2 separate regions of the Mus musculus genome follow, and region 2 is linked to region 1. A link is a contact called in public HiChIP or PLAC-seq data. All regions are on one chromosome and are shown on one strand. Each heading gives the region's core, a stretch centred on a gene start, on an enhancer-like site or on the middle of the called end of the contact. The rest is flanking DNA. Distances are from core to core; before and after follow the strand shown. Region 1 overlaps Spats2 (spermatogenesis associated, serine-rich 2). Region 2 holds the start of Mcrs1 (microspherule protein 1).

Region 1 (6,299 bases), core at 615-3,114:
GCCCACCTCAGCTCACAGCAGCCCACCTCAGCTCACAGCAGCCCACCTCAGCTCACAGCAGCCCACCTCAGCTCACAGCAGCCCACCTCAGCTCACAGCAGCCCACCTCAGCTCACAGCAGCCCACCTCAGCTCACAGCAGCCCACCTCAGCTCACAGCAGCCCACCTCAGCTCACAGCAGCCCACCTCAGCTCACAGCAGCTCACCTCAGCTCACAGCAGCCCACCTCAGCTCACAGCAGCTCACCTCAGCTCACAGCAGCTCACCTCAGGGAGCAGCAGATGGGTAAGCCAATCTCCTGGCCGTAAGTGACAGCCTTAGGGCTCTTGGGTCCAGGCTATCACAGTCCTCAGCTCTTGACTGTGGCCAGTTGTACAGTCCTCATACCTAGGGTATCTGGACTGCTTGGCTCTTTAGAGTTAGCACAGCTTTAGAAATCTTCCACTGACCGGGTCCTGTGACCTGGTCTTATTCCTTCGTCCCTGATGTCCCTAGGCCTCTGCTCCCTGCGGTTTTTGCATTTTTTTTTTTTTTTTATTCACTACTGCCACCTCTGCCAATGTCACTGCTGCTGTCCTCAGCCTGCTACCACTTGCTGCTGCTTCTGCTGTCCCTCCTTCTTGTTCCGAGCTCAGCCTGCTCAACTGGTGATAAAGGACAAAAGAAGGCTAGGAAGGACTGGGTGCTGAGATATCTTTGGTTCCAGAACTCACGCTACCTACCAGCAGAGGACGTTCAAGGCCGGCATTGGCTACATAGTGAATTTAAGGCCAGCTTGAGCTATATGAGACCCAGTCTAAAAAAATTTATTTTATTGTATTTTTGGACAAGAAGGCTGGTAATGTAGATGTAGCTCATGCACATGTAGCTAATGCACTTGCCTGCTATGTGTGTGAGGGTCTGGGTTCTCTCTCTAGAGAGAACAACCAAAAAGGGATAGTAAGACTCCGTTTCAGTTTTTTTTTCTTCCCTCCGTGTTTATTAGAACTGACAGAACCTGTACAAGAAATATATCAAATTGGGGGCTGGAGATCTGCTCAGCAGTTAAAAGCAGTCTGGTTCCTAGCACGCATGTGCAGTGGCTCAGAGTGGCCGCAGCTCCAGCTCCAGAGGATCTAATGCTTTCTTCCGGCCTCTGTGAACACCCATGCACGCATGGGAGATACACAGATAGGATTATACGTAACAAAAAGAAAACCAAACCCCACAAAACCAAGTTGGGGTTAAAAGCATTGACTGTTCTTCCAGAGGACCTAGGTTTGAATCCCAGCACCCATTCGCTTTGAAACAGTAATCTTGAGAGACATTATCAGTTAGGAGTGCCTCTGCCTCTGCGTCCGTCCGTCCGTCCGTCTCTCCTGTGATAGCCTTCCTTTTCTTAGATTTCACTTTCTAAGAGTCACCAGCCACGGGTAGGGTATCCAGAGGCAGGCTGTCTGGAAGAGAGGCAGGCTGTCTGGAAGAGAGGCAGGCTGTCTGGAAGAGAGGCAGGCTGTCTGGAAGAGAGGCAGGCTGTCTGGAAGAGAGGCAGGCTGTCTGGAAGAGAGGCAGGCTGTCTGGAAGAGAGGCAGGCTGTCTGGAAGAGTGCATTTCCCAAGCACTGATTCTTGCTCTACCGGTTCTGTCCCAGCTTGAAGGCCTGTGTCCGTGCTGACTGACATCTATCTATTCAGGGGGTCATTCCAAGGCCCTGCTGTGTTCCATCTTTCAGCTCAGTGGGTGTAGGCTCATGTCTCAGCTTCACCAACACTTCCTCCTGTTGATGCTGCCTCTGTTTTTCAGCTTTTGGGTCAATCCTCCTGCCTCAGCCTCTAGAGTGCTGTGATTGACCTCTGTACCAGTCACACTACAGTCCCTCATTCCACTGATCATGGCTCAGCTCACAAATAAAAAGCTGTGTTTGCACCAGTCCCGGGCCACCTACTGGCCACTGAGGGAGTTGCTTCTTTTTTAGCCTGGGTGAAAATAGCTTCAGGGTCATTTTGATCCACTGAGACCTGTCCTAACTGTCTGAAGCTCTTGGGGCTGAGACGGTGCCTGTTGAAGCAGCTGTGACCACCCGCTCTGCAGATTTCTCAAGGCTGAAGCAGCAAGCAGCTGTGGCAGCCATGCAGATTCCTCACAGCAGAGCAGCGGTGCTCGTGAAAGCAGGCTGTCTCGCTGCTTGAAGTCTGGACAAGGGATGGATCTAAGAGCTATCAGTTACAGAGCCATTTGCAAAGGAAGGATAGATATTAAAGATGCTTTCACTAAATTGAACATTAACAGTGAACTTGCAGTACAGAGCTCCACTCTCCCTGAGTCTCTCAGGAGGTCATCTGGTCTGGTTAGAGGTGATGTTTAGACAGTTTTTCCTTCATCCCTTTCTGATAGGAGACAGGTGCTTGTAAATGCCACAGGATGTCTTTGGGAAGTCCCTGGGTTGGGGAAGCCCACTCTTTCTGTTTAATGGCTCCAGTAGTGATGCATTGCTCTCCCCATCCCTACTTGATGCTGGTGAAGGTGGGAGGCAAGCAGGTTCCCTGCTGAGCTGGGCATCAGCCCTGGATTACCATCGTCTTTAGGCTGCTCTAATGTGGCCTTGTGAGCTGGTCAGGGAAGACAGAAGACAGGAGATCAAAATCGGTATTAACTTAGACTTTCATTCAACATGGAGGATCTTTTGTTTGTTTGTTCAACAAGGTCTTACTGTGTAGTCCAGTGTAGCCTCAAACCTAATCCTCCTGCCTCAGCCTGCTGAGCCATGGGATCAGGGGAGTGCATCCCTGTGCCACCTTGACTCGATGACTATTTTCTGACGGGGCTATGGGTAGCCTGCTCATTCCGTGCTGCTGTGATGTAGACTGGGGTGGTTGTCTTAAGCACAACATACAGAAGGCGGAACACAAATCTAAACCTGAAAGTTTTTTTGGAATAAGTGGTGTGGATCGTGTGTATTCAGCAACTAGGGATGCCTGCCGTCTGATGCCCGCGCGCTCTCTGTGTTATGTAGCTTTGTCCTGAGCTCCCCCCGTCCATCAGGCCTCTGTACCCATTTCTGCGGCTTTGTCTGCAGCACCATTGGGTTGAATGAGTTTTATTTTATGTATCTAGGTATTTTTTTTTAAATTTATTTTGTTACAGGTTGTGTATTCCCTTTTAAATATTATTTATTGATTGGTTGATTGTGTGTATCTATCTATCTAATCTGTGGTGTGCATGCAGATGTCAGAGTACAGGTAGACATCAGAGGTCACCTTTCGAGACTTGTACCACTTTCTGCCATGTGGGGTCCAGGAATGAAGCTTAGGTTTTCAGGGCTTGGTAGCAAGTTCCATCCCCTTAGGCCTCGTCACACCCAACTCCTGATTTTTGTTTTGTTACTCTGAGGCAGAGTCTTGCTGGACAGCCTTGCCCTGGTTGGCCTGGTTCTTGCTCTGTGCTCAGGCTGGACTCAGACTTGAGGCACTTGCGGCCGCCTCGTCCTTCCCAGTGCTGGGGCCCCAGGCGGCACCACACACTCGTAGCCCCATTTCTCTGATGAGCATCTTCGACTTGTCATTTCTTTAGACATCTGTAATAAGATGCCCTTCTGTCTGTGTACTACTAGAAAGTGGAACCAGGCACAAATGAACAGTCTGTGGAGGGACCACTGAGGCAGCTGAGAAAGCATAAAGATGTAAATGAAGCCAAGCCGGTGGTGCAAGCCTGTAATCCTAGCATGCAGCAGGCCGGGGCAGTTAGATTCCATAGCAAGGTCCCTGAGTCCAGAAAAAGGAGGGAACCAAGATGAAGCCGCGGTGAACCCACCATTCAGAACTGTGCAGCAGGGTGACTCGTGTCTCAGCTGAGGCCTGGTGAAGCCACAGAGAGGGCAGCCTTTGGGGGAATATGAACGGGCTCCCGTTTGAATTTGCACATCCTGCAGGCTACCAAAATCTCCAATGGAGATTTTACATTAAAAGTTGTTTCAATGGGGCTGAAGAGCTGGCTCAACAGTTAATGGCATTGACTGCTCTTCAGAGAAGATCTCAGCTTGGCAGCTCATAACCAGCCATAACTCCAGTTTCAGGGGCTCCTGTCTTAGTTACTAGTCTACGGTGTGTAGAGACACCATGGCCAAGGCACCTTATAACAGAAAGAAAGCATTTGACTGGGAGTTGCTTACAGTTTCGAAAGGGTCAGTGCATGTCTGTCATGGCAGGAAACGTGGCAGCAGGCAGGCAGGATTGGCACTTGAGCAGAGCTGAGAGCTTACATCTGAGCCACAGGTACAAGGGAGAGAGACTGGGCCTGTTGTGAGGTTTTGAAACCCCAAAGCCTGCCACAAACAACACACCTCCTCCAACAAAGCCTACCTCCTAATCTTTCTGCAGATAGTTCCACCAACTAGGGACTGACCACTTAAAGATGTAAGCCTGGGCCATTCTCATTCAAACCACCACAGATGCAGTGTACTCCTCTGCCTTTTGTGGGCACCAAGAACACCACACAGACACATAAGCCAGCAAATCACCTATACACCTAAAATAAAAAACAAATTAAAAAGCACACAAGCTGTTTGAAGGTTGGGAATGTAGCTCTGTTGGTGGAGTGCTTCTGTAGCTTTCTAGAGGCTCTGGATCTGACCCACAACAATGCTTACGTAAATCTGGAGTTGTGGTAGCTTTTCAGGGTAGAGGCTGGTGCTGAGGTCATTCCTTGCTGTGTATTGAGCTCAAGGCTACTCTAGGATGCATGAGAGGAGAACCCCTGTCTTTAAACAAAAGGTTGTTTAAGAGTCTAGTACCAGCCTGGTGGCGGCGGCATATGCCTTTAACCCCAGAACTCAGACTCTGCCACCCAGAGGCAGGCAGATGTCTGAGAGTCGAATACCCACGCTCCTAAGCATGTAATAGATTTGTGTATTGCTTTTCCTGTTCACTTTTTCCAGATTAGTAGAGGCCCAGGAACTTGGAATATATACATAACAATAAAAACTGTCAGCTGTGTCTGATTTCCAGATATGTTTAGCTATTAAAGAGGGGCCTGGAAAGATGGCTTAGAAGCTCAGAGCACTTAACTGCTCCCTTCCAGAGGACATGAGTTTGGTTCCCAGCACTCAAGTCAGGCATCTCGTAGTCGCCTGGGACTCCAGCTCTTGCAGAAGACCTGGTCCTAAGCAGGTTTCAAGCTGGAGTTCTCTCTCCTGAGCCCCTTGAGTGCTTTTAGGCATATACTACCATCTGGATGTGTCTCTGTCTTTGACATCTTATGTTGACTAGTAGGAGCGGTTTTAAATTTTTCTAAAAAGAGTTTTCTTTAATGTGTATGAATATTTTGCCTACATGTAAGTCTATGTACCATGAGTGTGAATGTGCCTGGTACCTGAAGAGGCTGCACAAGGCGTCATGTCCTCTGGAATTGGAGTTAGGGATGGGTGTGAACCTCTATGTGGGTGCTGGGAACTGAACCTGGAGCAGCCAGGGCTTTTGACTGTAGGACCCTCTCTCCAGCCCCAGGAGTGGTTTTGCTGAGACAGGCTCAGTTGAACTCAATCCCTGTCACCTGAGTGCTGGTGTTGTTGGATGCATCACTACCTGACTCCTGACTCAGCAGTCTTCAGGGGTTTTGTTTGTTTATTTTGTTTTTGAGACAGGGCTTCTCTGTGCAACCCTGGCTGTCCCGGAACTCACTCTGTAGACCAGGCTGGCCTCAAACTCAGAAATCCACCTGCCTCTGCCTCCCAAGTGCTGGGATTAAAGGCATGTGCCACCACTGCCCGGCCAATCTTCAGTTTTATTAAGCGTCTGCTATAGCTGAGGCTAGTGTTGATCCTCCAGGCCTCTGCCTCTGCCTCTGCCTCCTGAGTGTTAAGATTATTGGCATGTGCCACCATGGGCCTCTGGTTGTTTCTGCTTACAGTTTTTCTTCAGTGCTGGAGATCAAACTCAGTTTCATCTGATCTCTGGGTAAGTACTCTACTAATGAGCTCCGTCCCAGTCGTTTAATTTTTATTTAAATTTATTTTATACATGTTGAGTGTTTTGCCAGCATGTATATGTATCTACCGCGTGCGTGCCTGGATCCCTGGAACTGGAGTTGAAGTTGGTTGAGAGTCACCATGTGGATGGGCGCTGAGATCCTGACCTGGGGCTCTGAAAGCTCATGGCTGCTGAGCCGCCTGTCTCTGCAGGCCCAGGCCTCGCTTCTCTTTTCTTCTCTTCTCTTCTCTTCTCTTCTCTTCTCTTCTCTTCTCTTCTCTTCTCTTCTCTTCTCTTCTCTTCTCTTCTCTTTTCTTTTCTTTTCATGTGTGTGTGTGTGTGTGTGTGTGTGAGAGA
Region 2 (6,251 bases), core at 1,542-4,041, 110 kb after region 1:
ACCCTGCAATGCTGGGAACAAGCTGTCTGCTCCCAGAATAGATACGAGCTCCCTGCCTCCCACACGGAATGCGATCCAGGATGCACTGGCGAGGGACGCAGCAAGGGAGGGAGCAGGAGAGACAGGACGGAGGGGTCTGGGATGGGGGCTGGGCAGTGCAGTCCCTGGCAGGCCTCACCCAGCTGCCCAGCCCCTTACCTTCTTCTTCTCACTAGAGGAGGGCTCGCTCCCTGAGCAGCGGCCTGACTCCACCCCGCCGGCCCCCTTCACCCGGGTGGAGGATTTGGCCAGGCTGCTCTCTACCAGTTCATCATCGAATTTCTTCCTTTTGATGAACCTGTGGAAGGTCCTGCAGGGTTAACTACTGGTACCACACCCACGCACGGCTTCCAAGGTGCAGGCTCCCCTTGGGAACTAACTGCCTTCACTTTCCAGCAGTGTCTGGCTCAGTGGACATGGAAAAGCCAAGTTCTAGTCCTCTGAGGTAACAGGCAACCTTTCAACAGAGATGGAACCCCTCACTCTCCATCCTCGGTGCCATCCGGACACACCGGCAGAGGAGGTAAAGGAAAAGCACAAGGCTTTGCTTGGACCCCAGGCAGGCTCAGAACCCAGGCAGGCTCAGAAGGCCATTTCAAACCAAGGCTAGCAAGGGCGTGCCTAGCCCCACATGCCTCCCCTTCCAGGCGCTCTGAGCCCAGGCTACCTGGAGGAGCTTCTGCGTTTGGGGATAGTGCCCAGGGCCTGGGAGGATGCTCGCTTCTGCCCTGCCAGTGACTCCTCATCCTCGGAGCGGCTGGCTGTGCCTGACGCCATCAGGGACGAGTCTAGCAGCCCCTGAGAATCTAGGAAAGAGAAAGGGTGACCTCTGTGCACGGACCCTTGTGTCAGCCCCTCAGCCCTTGCCCGGCCTCCCTGAGGCTTGGTCTTTGAGGCAGGCATTCCTCCTTGGCCATCCAGATCCCATCCGGGCTCAGACCTCCTGGTGCCACGGGTCATGGGGTGCAGCACAGGTGCTCAGGTCAGGCTGATGAGGCCGACACACGGGGTGGGCTCTGAGCATAACTGCTCCCTTGGCTATCAAAATGCATTGTGCCAAAGAGCAGAAGCTCCACAGCAACTGAGGCAATTGTGGCTCTGCCGAGAGGCACATGGGTGGTGCTGGCCCAGGGGAGGGGGGTGGTAGGTGGCATTGCCGGGCCAAGACCGAGAGACACTCGTGCAAGGCAAGGGGTAGAGTCAGAGGCTGCCTGGCGCCCGAGAGCTTGGGGAGATGGCCGGGCCTCACACTACCTTTGTCCATCCTCTCACAGTCCCAAAGCCTCCGGCTCCAAACCACAGGGCTAGGAGGAAGGGTCCCACAGGCTCATCCAAGGGTTCTGACCAAGCGAGCTTGGATGCTGAGAAGAGAGTCTGGGAAGGAGAGGTAAGGCTCCCTCAGGCTCGGGTTTCCAACAGGCCAAACCTACTGACTGACCAATCCCTTATCCTCGTGCACTCGTGCACCCTGTCTGAGGTAGTGGGAAGAGGCAAAAGAGCTCTACTCTCAATTGCACCTAACCATTAGTAGCTATTACCTGGTCTGATGGCTCTGACAGTTAATCCCAGCATGTGGAGGCGGAGGTAGAGGTAGAGGTAGAGGTAGAGGTAGAGGTAGAGGTAGAGGTAGAGGTAGAGGTAGAGGCAGGTGGATCTCTGTTGACTTTAAGGCCAGCCTCGTCTACAGAGCAAGCCAGGGCTATCTATATAATGGTGAGCCTCTGCTCCAAACAATAAAAACAAAAAATATAAGTAGCTATGTGGGAGTCACTGAGGCCTTTGTGTGAATGATAAAAAGATGTGGGAAAAAACGTATTAGGCTCAGAGATCTCTCTTAATTTTACCAGTGAATCCTAAATTAAGCATTTGGAACGTTAACCAGAAAGGGTCAAGGGATTCCTGACTCATTTGTTTTCCTTTGCCTGTCTACTCAAATCAGCAGCACCAGCCTGCCCCCAGGCCACAGCCTGGGAAGGTAGATGGAATCCCACTATCTCGCTACCCTTTTGCTTTCCCTTCCATTTGCAGCTTTTACTAAAGCGGGTGGTTCCTTCGGACGATTCAAACGTGGTTTGGGAACTGTATGAATACCCAGCGCTTTGGCAGCCCCGCCCCTCCTGACTCCGGCGTCTCGTAGAGCAAAGTTCTGGCTCTGCCTTTAAGGACGCTCCACGACCAGCTCCGTGGGTACCACAGAAGGGGGGTGCAGGTGTCCAGTCCCACGAGCAACTAAGGCAAAGTGCTTGCCCTCCTTCCCTTCCCTCCTCCCGACAGGGCACCCCCAAGGTGAGGGATCAGTGCAGGTCTGTTTCAGGGACTCTGGGGAGCAGTGGTAATTTAGTCAACTCTTCGGCTCCATACTACTGCATCGATCTCGCCATCTGGCTCTGAGGCCCACAGGCCGGTGGTAGCGAACCAGGACCAACTCCCAGACAATTCTCATCCCACCTCAAGCATGCCACCTGTGCGCATGCGTAACACCGCAGGCCAGAGCCTGGCCTGATCGGACTTACGCATGCGCAGATTTTTCGGGGCGATACCGGGGCGGGGCCCCAAATCTTGTTGTGGGGTTGTGCCCCGAGGCACGTTGGGAAACTCCACTTCACCCTCCAGGTCTACTCAGAACACTAGGAGACGAGTCGCGGGGTCTCACCATTCCTAGGCTGCCAGCTCCAACAATTTCTCCGCGGCGACGGCAGGAGCCGCAGGGCCAAAGCCGGCTTCCGTGAGACACATCTACTTCCGGGTTGCGAACGAAGGGTTGGACGATCTCTTCCGGTTCGTCCTGGACCCGTAAGTGGAAGGGGCGTGGCCGTGCGCCTTAGTGGAAACCATTTTGCGGGGAGCCGGAAATACAGCTTTCCCGGTTGGCAGAAGCGCTTAGGGAGGCACCAGGCAGTGTTAATTATAGGAACCGCGGAGGTTTCCGTGTTGGAAAACGCAGCGGGAGGGCGGGGCTTGTGCTGAGACCCCGCCCAGGCGACGCTGGGAGGGGCGGGGCCGCCGTGCATTCGTAATTAGCACTAACCTTGGTAGGTCTCTCTGGACCAAATCTTGTATTGTTTTATCTGCCAGTGTTTTCAGATAAGGGATTCGGTCAGGCTCTTTGCTAAGCACAGGACTGGAGGAACATGTTGGAGAGTTTGCTCTAACTGTGGCGTACAGTACGATCCCGAAAATTCCTGTCTAAGGGGGAGATGCAGGATGGTGGCCGCGTTCCTAAGGAAACACTCCTTAGAAGGAGCGGCGCCAGTTGCTTACGCCAGAAGAACTCCATCTAGACTGCTGGGGTCAGTCGTGGGTAGCCAGCAAACCAACCGAATCCTTTTCAGAGGACAGTGTTCCCTGAGGAAACTGTTTTGAAAGAAAGAACTAGTTCCCAGAGAACAGGAGACGTCCAGACTTTGGGGCCGTGAGAGATGCCCGGGAAAGCTAGGGAGACTGGGCTCTAATAGCTCTTTCATGCCTTCTTTGAGGGGCACAAAAGTGGAGCAGCTCTGGCTGGAGGAGCTTCCGGGAAGAGCGTTTGCCCAGCGTGCCTGACATCCTGAACTTAAGTGTCAAATGGACGACCCTGACAAGTTGCAAGTCTTCTCTTCATAATATACTGTTACTTATTTAACGAGCATGTATTTGCTTTATCGCTCCCAAAACAAAGTTTTCTGGTATACAGTGTGCTTGTTAGAGGTTTGTCAACTTGAAACTAGCTAGAATCTTCGCGCTCAGTTGAGAAAATGCCTCCTTCAGACTGGTTGGTAGGCAAGTCTGGGGTGTGTTTTCTTGTTTGGATAGATGTGGGAGGTCTAAGCAGTGCCTGCCTTGAGGTTCTTGCCCCAACTTTCCTCGGTAATAGACAGTGACTTGAAAGTTATGAGATGAGGGGCTGGTGAGATGGCTCAGTGGGTAAGAGCACCCGACTGCTCTTCCAAAGGTCTGGAGTTCAAATCCCAGCAACCACGTGGTGGCTCACAACCATCCATAACGAGATCTGACTCCCTCTTCTGGAGTGTCTGAAGACAGCTACAGTGTACTTACATATAACCAATAAATAAATCTTAAAAAAAAAAAAAGAAAGTTATGAGATGAAATAGACCCTTTGCTTCCCAGGTCGCCTTTAGTTACAGTGTTTTGATCACAGCAATTAAAAACAAACTAGGACACAGTCTGGTGGGTTGTGCAAAATATAGTGTGGTTTAGTATCTATACAGATGACAATTAATTGGGCTTTCTTCTTTAAAGAGTTTTTGTTTGTTTGTTTGTTTGTTTTTAAGTAGGAGTGAAATACTTGTTGCTTATCAGGCAAGTTCTGTCCCACCAAGCCACATGGACAGCCCTAACAAGGGATCGTTTGGTAAAGAGCTGGATGGGTACTGTTCAATGTTTGTTAGATGTTTTTCTCCTAGGAAAGGCAAACCCTTAAAGAAGGAAACCCTGAAAGAAGAAAGGGTTATTTTAGCTCACAGGGTTTTTGGGGGTGTGAGGGGGACAAACATCATGGCAGGAAAGGCATGGTGGCAGGAGTGTGGGGTGATTGCTCACGCTGTGTCCAGAACTTGGAAGTGCAGAGAGATGAAGTATTGGTGTTCTGCCTGCTTTCTCCTTTCTGTTCAGTCTGTAGCCCTAGCCCAAGGTCACTCGAAATTAGGGTGTGTCTCCCATCTAAGTTAAACCTCCAGAAATAGCTTCACAGATGTCTTGTGACTCTAAATGAGGTTAAGCGGACAAGATCACAAGCCCACCTGATGTCCAGGCATACCACATTTATGTCGGTGGCATCCATCAGCTGCTGGTGCCACTGGAGCATAGCGATCACCGGTCTTTCTTGGTTTGTTTGGCTTGGGTTTTTGAGACAGAGCCTCTATGTAGTTTTGGCTGTCCTGTAACTTGCAATGTAGGTCCTGAACTCACAGAGATCCATCTCCCTCTGCCTCCCAATGTAAGGATTAATGGCGTGTGTCACCACACCCAGGTATTAGGCTTTAGAGACAGGGTCTCATGCAGTCCAGCTGGTCTCAAACTCAAGTTATCAAAAGATTGACCTTGAACTTCTCATCCTCCCATCTCCACCTCCCCAGTGCTAGGATTACAGCCGGGTGCCATTATCCCTGGTTTTGTGTGGTACTGGGTATCAAACCCATGGCTTTGTGCGTGTTGTATAAACACTCTACCAACTGAGCTATATCCCCAACCCTGAAACATCACTTTTAAATCATAGCATTCCCTAAAGTCTCATGTTAATTCTTTAGACCGGATGTGAGCTTTATTACTGAACATGGTTCAGTGGGCATAGTAAGCAGAGTGGAAGCTCTCAGGAGGACCACAGAGTCTGCCACTCTCCCCAGGGACTATAACTGGGGACATATGTGCCCCATAGCCATCAGGGATGCACTGGTTGTCAGTTACCACTCCTTTCAATTCTTCTGCATTAAACTTGGTAAAGCCCCACCTCTTTGAGGCGTGGCTCTTCCAGAGGCCAGGGAACTTGAACCTTACCTCTATGCAAGGCCTTAACCACCTTCCTCATTGTGAAACCTGACACAGATGGGCTTGATGACTTGGCCTAAGTGGATCCTGGCCACTGTGTCCTGGAGCTTCCCAAAGGCAGCATGCACGCTTGTCTGCAGCCTGGACTGGGGATAGTATTGAGGTCAGAGACAGAAATAGCCCCTAGAAAGCTGCCACCAAGATCCCTTAGGGAAACCCACACAGATAGAAGGTTGAATATCCCTCCAAGTAGGCTTCTGTTTGCAGCCATTACACACAGGTGCCATGAAGAAGGGGGCCTGGCCAGCTCAACTGGCTGTATCACACTCATTTTTCTTTCTTTGTTTCTTTTGTTTGTTTGCTTTTGAAAACAGGGTCTCTCCATGGCCCTGGCTGTTCTAGAACTCACTTGGTAGACAAGTGCAGCATTGAAGAGTGCTGGGATTAAAGGTGGGTGCCACATGCCTGCCTTCATGTTCATATCTTAATGCAGAAGGCAGTTATTTCATCTTAAAAAAAAAAAAAACTCAAAGTCTCAACACTTTCAAAATGATTCAAAAATATAAGTGCAGAGTCTTTTCTGAGACTCAGGTGACCTCTTAACTGCGAGTCTCTATAAAATAAAATACAAGTTACTTACAGTATACAATGGCACAGTGTAAATATTTCCATTCCAAAATAGAGTGTGGGTCATGCAGGGAAGATCAGGCCAATGGCTGGAGAGGTGA

What was found. HiChIP or PLAC-seq counts read pairs in DNA pulled down with a chosen protein or histone mark.
Region 2: an H3K27ac HiChIP or PLAC-seq map of extraembryonic endoderm stem cells shows a contact between it and region 1. The contact joins the promoter of Mcrs1 here to the enhancer-like site in region 1. A contact is called at or near these places in 4 of 39 promoter capture datasets (the SN4741 cell line, cranial neural crest, liver and 1 more), 1 of 484 Hi-C or Micro-C datasets (forebrain), 10 of 115 datasets of contacts at active chromatin or transcription factors (the SCID.adh cell line, bone marrow-derived macrophages, effector CD8 T cells and 5 more) and 3 of 9 other capture datasets (adipose tissue, liver and pancreatic islet).

Annotation. Positions count from the first base shown.
Region 1 is chr15:99,137,902-99,144,200 of GRCm38.p6, forward strand. All of the region lies in intron 1 of Spats2 (spermatogenesis associated, serine-rich 2), which reads left to right. Among named protein-coding and RNA genes, the nearest start is that of Spats2, 14 kb to the left of the region's middle. Within about 2 kb of position 1,865, at least 49 of the 459 cell types and tissues checked have an H3K27ac peak or open chromatin away from gene starts, as enhancers often do. A contact at or near this core is called in the SCID.adh cell line, extraembryonic endoderm stem cells and trophoblast stem cells, where this site is marked.
Region 2 is chr15:99,249,170-99,255,420 of GRCm38.p6, forward strand. Mcrs1 (microspherule protein 1) reads right to left here and starts at 2,792. Exons shown (of 15, transcript NM_016766.3): 1 at 2,693-2,792; 2 at 1,294-1,413; 3 at 707-845; 4 at 199-337. The coding sequence starts at 1,303. It overlaps 1700120C14Rik (RIKEN cDNA 1700120C14 gene), which reads left to right and starts at 2,619. Exons shown (of 3, transcript NR_045627.2): 1 at 2,619-2,832. Gm25999 (a small nucleolar RNA gene) reads right to left here and starts at 5,845; the gene lies at 5,713-5,845.